Linked DNA regions of Zea mays: region 2 is linked to region 1. The links are chromatin contacts, called in public Hi-C maps. All regions are on one chromosome and are shown on one strand. The core of a region is the stretch at or near the end of the contact, and the rest is flanking DNA. Distances in the headings are between cores, read along the strand shown.

Region 1 (4,624 bases), core at 922-3,421:
ATTCTACAACATGCATGAATTCAAAAATTGGACCCATTCACTTTCTCAAAGATCTCATCAAAATCAATTAAGACACTAGATTTGCGCTTACCAACCGATGTACCAGTACCACCATCGGTGCTGCTAGAGCCGACCAGATTCTCGGTTGCCTTCGCGGCCCTCCACCACTGTCGTCGACGTCGACATCGATCGTAGCAGAGCTGGCATCGATGCCGAGCAAGGCAGCAACGTCTCCCCAAATGTCGTCTTCATCATCAGGGACAAGCCCTGCCGCGTGAAGGTCGTCATTGCCGGTGAGCGGATAGACATCCTTGTCATCTGCCATGCATGGCAACCTTCACCACATTTGATCGATCTCCAGCTTTGTTCCTCAATGGTGCGTACAATCACTATTCTCGGTCTACTCTAGAGGAGGAAGACGAGGCATTGGCAACATACCTACGCAAAATGAAGAAAGTTGGGGACCATAGAGAGGGATCTAGGGTTAGGGTTACGATTCATCTATGCAACCGGGGACCAGCGTCGGAGAAGACAACGACCGCCTAGACGAGATACACCAATTAGAAATGACTGTGAATGGGAGAAGAGAGACTAGGCGACAACTCGAAAACTCACATAGTTCACCAAGAGAGAGGGGGGAGAGGAGACAGGGAGAGGAGAGGGGAGAGGGATCAGGGAGAAGGGAGCTATATGTCAGTAGCCGTTAGGTGCTATATCGAGCAGTGGCAAGCCCAAGATTTTAAGGATGGTATTCGAAATTGTTAAGAGGTAAAAATATAGCCATATAAAATCTAAATATATGGTATGTCTTATGTATTATACCGTAATATATTACATACTAATAGTTTTATAGCATATATCAAACAAAACCAAATTTAGTTGAGCACATAACTAATTATTAGGTAAAATTGTTTAAATACTAGTGATAAGAGACAACCGAGCAAGGACGACGAGCTGGGGGCGAGTGTTGCACAACGCCACGACTAGCGAGAGGCGGCCACCAGGTGGGTGGACAATGAGCGGAACCACACAACAGGTGACCACCGGGTGTGGGCGACTGGGTGAGTGGGTGAGGGTGCAAGCGTGCGACGCGCCTGGAGGATGACGTGAAAGCGTGTGTTGTTGAGTCGTCGATTGGAGTTGAGGCACTAGCCTGCCAGACGTCCTAGTATATTTTTGATTTTAGCCTAAATACTAGGGATGTAAATGATACAAATATTATCTATTCGTATATGAATTCGATTTTAGATGCGTTCGTTTAGAAGTGGATTAAATGGGATTGGAGTGGATTAATCCATTGCTAGTCAAAACTGAATAGAAAGGGTTTTATTCCTTCTCAATCCCGCATGATCCACATGCAACCAAACAAGGCCTAAGAGTGCTGATATTCGATCTATATTCGAGTTTGGATATTTAGTATCTGATCCATGTCCGATCTGTATATGTATGTGTATACTCAAAGTTTGATATTTAAGATGCCGATCTATTGAAACAACTCGATAATATATGTATATGATGTGAATTTGAAGAACTAATATGAAGACAAATATGGAATGAGTAATATCCGTCTGTATCCCATCAGATTACATCAATTATTAAATATTATTAATTTTTTATATATACATATATAAGATTCACTAAATATATTTAATTTTTAACAAAAATCTTGGGTATTCATTTGAGTGTCCATGACTTACGCTAGGCCCGCCCCTCGTATCTAGGTCACGGAGTCGGAGACGGAGGCGACAGCGAGGCAAGAAGAAAGTGGAATCGTCGGATCAGAGTGAAGCCAGGTAGACGAGAGAGATAGAGTGACGTGTGATACGAGAAGCTAGGAGATTGGAGAGGGGAGGCGAGGAGCTGAGTGGTGGGTGGGAAATGGGGGTATATGAGGTAGGGCGTGGGGGTCGGTCGGACGGGCTGCTAACAGAGCACCCTAGCGGGAGCAGGCTGTACCGTACCGACCCATGTGCATAGTTTTTGGCCTAGACAAAACTTGCTCCCTAGACGTACCAGCCCAGGCCCACCAACTACCGGGCCAGGCCGTGCATGGGCCGGATGAAAAACACGGGTTTCGGGCCAGACTCAAGCTCCATGTACAACTATGGCAACTGGCCGGCTCGTCCTTTATAAGTACTGCCCGCCGGCATTGTTTATTCATTGGGGGCATTTGCTACACCACCACACCCACACCCCATCCCAGCACACAACAAGCAGCCTGGTTTACGGTAGCTGCTAGCAAAACAATGGAGAACCCTGCTCCGAGCATCGTAGTGGCCATCGCCGCACCCGTGGCGGCGGAGTTCGTGAAACTCACCTTCCGTGCCCTGTATATGCGCCGGGCTGGTCCTGGCAGCAGGGAGATGACTGTGCCGGGAAGGCCATCCGACCAGCTGGGCAGGAGAGTCGTCACTGACAGCCCCGTGTACGACGGCCGTGGCGCCGACGCCCGCCTCGTGGCTCGCATACAGGGAGTCACGGTCCTGGTCGGTAACGCAGACGCCTTGTTCACCATGGTGTTCGAAACCGACAGGTGTGTGTTCATCTTCAATTCACGTGCAAGCTGTAATACTGATTCATTCAATTCACCATCGTCTGTTGGTCATCAATCAGGCTAAAGGGCTCCACGCTCGTCATCAACGGAATGGTCACGGATGGGTCAGACGAATGGGCGATCTACGGCGGAACCGGGGTGTTCGCCATGGCCACCGGTGTCATGAAGAGAAGAAACCTTGCCGGCGGTAGCAACGACGGGAACTCTGACGAGCTTGCCCTGGAAGTTTTCTGCCCGGTGTTTGGCGCATCACAGCAACCAATTAGCAAGCAGCAGGTACTGTATGTCAGAGAGAGAGAGAGAGAGAGAGAAACAGCAGAATATATATTCTTGGTAATATACTAATCAGCTGCTGCATGCAGGAGTCCATCTCCTCCGTCACCAAGATCGGACTATGGGGCGGACAGGGAGGGTCGGCACAGGACATCACGGCAGAGCAGCCACCACGGCGTCTGCACAGCATCACCGTCCGCGCTGGCGTTGCCGTCGACTCCATCGAGTTCACCTACACCGACGACGCTGGGCAGAGGCGCACTGCTGGGCGGTGGGGTGGACTTGGCGGCAATGTTCGAACGGTGAGCAACATGCAGTAGTCCTCCATCGTATCATCCATCAACCTCTTCATGAAGCATAATGCATGTCCATCATCACTCGAACTCTGCATGCGTACGTGCAGATCGACCTTGGCGACGCAGAGGATGTCAGGGAAGTCTCGGGAACATACGGCGCATTTGAAGGTGCCATTACGCTGACCTCGCTCAGGCTCGTCACCAGCAGCAGAACCTGGGGCCCCTGGGGGGTCGAGAACGGGACGCGTTTCTCCATCACGGCGCCCAACGGCAGCAGCATCGCGGGATTCTATGCGCGGGCGGGAACCAGGCTCGTCGACGCTATCGGTGTTTACATACGTCCAGTGGTGCCAGGCAGGCCTCGGTGAACAAGCGAGCCGAGCTCGCTCGTATTACGAGCTGTAGGATTATGGTTCGGCTTGACTTGATGTAGGCTACCTGCTACATCATGCTCGATTCACTATCCTTTAATTCGGTCATCGTCGTCGTCTTGTCTCGTGTCAAATAAAGCTCTCTTGTGCCTATATACGGCTCTCATGGTTGTGCCGTGTCTCTATATGTTAGTGTTTATGTATATGTGGAGATCAAATAATGGCCTTGCAATAATGATCAAAGACTCGCTATGTTAATGATAATTTCATTTTATATATTGGTTTTTTTTGTTTCAGATTTCGGGTTTTTATGGTTGCATGGAATGTATACATGTACAAACGGGACGTCCGATCCGGCCCGCCAGGCACGATTAGGAAACCGGACCCAGCCTACCAAGCCCATGGGCTCATTTCGCTGCACGGATCTGGTCTACTGCGGGACTAAACAGGTCGAGCCGGCACGGTAAGCACGGAAAAAACGGCCCAAAAAGAGGGCAAAGCGGCCTGGAGAGCACGGTTTAGTACAAAAAGTGGGCCTAGCTAGTCAAGTGCTAACGGGCTGCGTCCGGCTAGCCCAACGGGCTCGGTTTCCCGTCCGGGTTCGGCTCACTTATTCGTGATGGGCCGGCCCGGGCCCATATAAAGCGGACTGGGTCGGGCTCGTACCGGTCCACAAAAACGGGCTTCGGGCTGGGCTTTCGGGCTTCATCACTACCATACTCTCGCCTTCTTTGCCGGAGAAGGGAAAGGGAGAAACCAAGAACACAAGACTTCAGATTTCAGCAAGTATACAAAACTGAGATTGAAGCCAAAGAACGTTATGGGCCGGACTGACAACCCTTCCTCTGATTAAACTTGAAGATCAAGAACACAGTCCAAGTACAAAATCGTTGTGGACCTCTCGGCTCAACTGGAGTCTACCTAGAGAGAAAACTAAGAGCTCTAGAATGAGTGCTCTAAACAAATAGCACTCAAGAGATGCTAGACGAACTAGCCATTCTCTCTATTTATAGAGGGTTATTGTCATTTCCTAAACTACTGCTATTTACATAGAGCCTATCCACTCCACCGGGCACGAAATGGACCAACTCCTAGGTTTTCGATTCGAGGGCCACATCCTTCACATGGAG
Region 2 (4,242 bases), core at 419-2,918, 110 kb before region 1:
CGAGTGCTTTTTTTCGGACACTCGACAAAGACTTTGCCGAGTGTCAAAAAGCACTCGGCAAAGAAAAACACTCGGCAAATTAAGAATCGAAAAAATTAAAAAAAAACAGCAAAACATTTTTTAAATTCTAGGAACAACTCTCCAACCCTACCCTATTACCTTACCCATTGCCCAATCATTTTTCACTATTATTTTGAATCAAACTTATATGTTTTGTAAATGGTGAGATTCGAACTCACAACCTCTCTCTCGCGCATACCCTCCTATACCACTACACTACTACACCAATTATGTTTATATTACGTTTCCATTCCCCATGTACTATAATAAATCGAGAGTAATTTGATTATTTAAGACACTAAATGAGTTCATTTGAAAATGTGACCAACTATAAAGTTGCATAACTTTTTGAGATCTAAAAGTTTTATTTTAATAGTTTCTACATCTGAGACCGTTTATAAAATTTGAATTTTAAATTTAAAAACTTCACACGAAATTTTCAATGATAAGATGATTTCAAATCAAAAAATTGTCAACTACAAAGTTTCATTACATTTCAAGACCTACAACTTTTATTTTGGTGGTTTTTCCATCCGAGACAGTTTGAAAAATTTAAATTTCAAAATTCAAACATAGTTTTGCATAACAAGATGATTTCAAACTAAAACATTGTCAACTACAAAGTTTCATAACTCTTCAATACCTACAACTTTCATGTTGGTGGTTTTTCCTTTCGAAGTCGTTTTCAAAATTCAAATTTTAAATTTTTTAAATTCAGACGTAGTTTTCGTTGACAATATGACTTCAAATGAAAAAGTTGTCAACTATAAACTTCTAAAACTTCTCAAGATCTACAAAGTTTATTTTGGTTGTTTGGTAATTTGTTTATCTCAGATTATGGTTCTAACAATATGCACAAATTCTATACGTCTCTCTCGTAGTTTCATAAACTACGAGAGAGATATAGGTTTTATGAACAAATTTATTTTTATTTTGTCATATGAAGAAATGTTCAATATATAAATTGTACATCATGATGAGTTATACAAATTTGTAGTTGAAAACTTTTTCATTTGAATTAATTTACTACTTTAAAATGTGATTTTTAAATTGTCTTTGCCTAGTGTTGAAGAAAAAACACTCGGCAAAGAGCTCTTTGCCGAGTGTTGTATTTGTGACACTCGACAAAGAGCCCTTTGCCGAGTGTCAAAAAAAGACACTCGGCAAAGAGCTTCTTCGCCGAGTGTTTTCTTTTACCGAGAGTTTTTTGTGTGGCACTCGGCAAAGAATATGGCACTCGGCAAAGAGCCAAATTCCGGTAGTGCTAAGATGATTTTGATTTCCGTTGACCGCTGTACATTCTGTCAACTAATAAGTAAATTTATTATACGAAGTTTGAACGAAAGGAAAGAAACATAGAATTTTTAATAAGAAAACGTGTCTCTATATAGAACGAAGACATAAAATGACGATGCAACGTGAGAGAGTTAGATAAAATATGGTAGTTTTTTATGTGTGGTGTCTACGTTACCACGTATATATATAAATATAAAAACTACTTGGGTGGTTTACTATGCTGCAGTACCGGGACTGCCCTAACACTACACATGCAGTAGACCTGCATAGTACTGTAGTGCCACTCTGGGACGTACTCCTGTCTTATGTCCCATGCTGGCAACCTCGTGACGGTGTCGTACGTGTCCACTGTCCACTGTTGCTTGATTCTTGAGGACACTGCAGGGTGATGAATGATACTGTTTCTTGTTCTCTGGTGCGGCCCCTGCAGCAGTCTATAATAATATCCAATAATGCAATGCATGCACGCAGCATGTCTCGCGTTGTGTGTGGTCATTTTCATTGGATGTCACCATCATCGCAGTTCACGTGTCCGCTTGTGCTTTCCCTTGTTTTCTTCTCACCGTCGACAGCGGAGGGACTAGATCAGAAGCCGGCGAGATTCCGGCAGCACACACACTTCACGCGCTGGCGTTCGCGCGTGGGAGAGAAAGAAAAATCTAGGCGGACACCTATTAATTTATTGCACCAACACAGATAGCCGAGTAGGTGGTATCCTCTACGTGTTAATTAAGATCTCTAGATGGCGCATTACAAAAGAATAAATAGTTTTTAAGCTTAAACATGCATGGAGGCGGGATTACGAGGGGATGAGGGAATTGAGGCGGAAATTAGTTCATTTCCCTCTCAATCTTCTCCAATCCCTCCGTGATCTCCTTGTCACCAAATCAACCACTCTGGTCAAGACTACACCTATCTATCTATCTATCGCAAGCACTTCATAAATATTATATTTTAGCAACTAAGATGACGAACTAAGCTACACCGTTACACATAAATTAGTATATATTATCATTCTTACTCGCTTCCAATAAAACTAATTGATTTTGTGAAAATTTTAAAGTCCGAACACAGCAGCGAATCTACTCTAGCTAGTAGTGAACATGAATTTTCTACGGATCTAGCTAGGTAATGGGTTTTACCCGCTAGCTATATAGGTTTGAGGTCGGTTATTTAGTTGAATTATTGGGTTGGGTTGAAGAAAACACGGCTCATCGGTTATGATGGGTTGGGGTGGGTTTTAACCCATTAGCAGGGCTACCGTGGATTAAATAAATCTCATTAACATGGCTGACAGAAGTTAAGCAAATCAAGTCTAAAAATTCCCGACGGGTACAATGCCGACGGGAATTAGGCTAATTATATTCATGTCGGTTTTTAACGTAATTCCTATTCCCGTCGGTTCTCGATCCTCGAAGAACCGACCGAAATTTATCGAATTAATGTAGTGATATCGAGACTAGAAGTATTATACATACATACCGCCACATTTTTCTAAAACTTTTTTAGATTAACATGATAATAACTGAATCCCTAATAACCAGACATACAGTAAATGCTATACGATTATTAATTTCTTTGTTGTCTATCGAACAATAGTGCGTGATCGATTGTGATTATTGACGTCGATGCGTTCCGGGTGACGCCGCTCATGGTGACTACTAGCTTCTACGAGTGATCACTTTCTTTGCAGTGTTCACGTGTTATTGCTTTTGTTGGTGGGTTCCATCTTTTTTGTCCTGGTGACTAGCTTCATGCTTTTTGCCGCAGCCGACAAAGATGCCGGAACCAGCAGGACACTGGGTGCATGATGGATGATAATTGTTTCTGCTGCTAGCTTGTTCTCTGGTGCGGCCATGTCTAATCCAATAATGCATGCATGCATGCAGCATGTCTCGCGTTGTTGTGTGGTCATTTTCGCTGGGGGGATCACCATCTTCGCAGTTCACGTGTTCTCGCTTGTTGGTTAATTTGTTCTTTTCCTTGTGCATGCCATGGAGGATCGGTAAGGCTGTGGTACGCTTCTTGTTTTCTTCTCACCGTCGACAGCGAAGGGACTCGAAATTAAAGCCGGAGATTCTGGCAGCAATCCGGCTCATTGAAGTCACCAGCCATAGCCGCACATGCGTTCCCGCGTGGGAGAGAGAGCAAAATCTAGTAGGTGTGCGGCCAGCATAACGCGATACTTTCGATGAAATAAGATTTTTTTTGGCAACGATCACGTTTACCAAGAGTGAGACACTCGGCATAACGCGATACTCAGCAAAGGGCCATCAGCATCCGTCTATAGCTGATAGCCGTTAAATTTATCGAGCGTCAGGCGTTGACACTCGGCAAAATAGCTTCTTTGTCGAGTGTTAGCAAGGTGACACTCGGCAAATCCATATTTTGCCAAGTGTCATTTTTGATACTCGGCAAAGTATATTTTCATTTTTTTTCTTTTTCACACCAAACTTATTGTGGTGTGTTCATTCACTATGTAGACCTACATGTTTAATTTTGGCACAATTATAAAAGTATTTGCTATGACTATTAGATTTTATTCGTTTAATTGAATTTCCTCGAATAATTCAGATTCGAACTGCAAGTCACTCGAAAAATGAAAAAAACAGTGAATGCAAAAATGATATTCACGTTATTTAGCATAAGTTACGACCTATTTCAGACACTCGGCAAAGAAACCCTTTGCCAAGTGTTTTTTACCGAGTGTTTTTTTAGGCACTTGGCAAAGATCTTTTTGCCGAGTGCCCGAAAAAAACTCTCGACAAATCATTTGGCACTCGGCAAAAGGGTCACATTCTAGTAGTGCATACAACCTCTTCATCCTCCCTTAGAAGTAGCCATTTGTTGAGTAAGCACTTACTTTTAGTGGCAAGATTAGCAACT

The links. Hi-C and Micro-C count contacts between places; a contact is called where the count stands out from the background.
Region 2: a Hi-C map of ear shows a contact between it and region 1, with 2.2 times the contacts expected there. The contact joins the enhancer-like site here to the promoter of LOC100274518 in region 1. A contact is called at or near these places in 3 of 25 Hi-C or Micro-C datasets (ear, leaf and tassel).

The regions. Positions count from the first base shown.
Region 1 is chr6:39,531,013-39,535,636 of Zm-B73-REFERENCE-NAM-5.0, reverse strand. It overlaps LOC100274518, which reads left to right and starts at 2,171. Exons shown (of 4, transcript NM_001148875.1): 1 at 2,171-2,533; 2 at 2,614-2,830; 3 at 2,917-3,129; 4 at 3,231-3,789. The coding sequence starts at 2,247. The coding sequence ends at 3,491. LOC109940351 (a long non-coding RNA gene) reads right to left here. Exons shown (of 2, transcript XR_002263153.1): 2 at 4,272-4,624.
Region 2 is chr6:39,641,062-39,645,303 of Zm-B73-REFERENCE-NAM-5.0, reverse strand. No RefSeq gene overlaps it. Among protein-coding and RNA genes, the nearest start is that of LOC100276296, 61 kb to the left of the region's middle. Within about 2 kb of position 1,668, at least 18 of the 20 cell types and tissues checked have an H3K27ac peak or open chromatin away from gene starts, as enhancers often do. A contact at or near this core is called in ear, leaf and tassel, where this site is marked.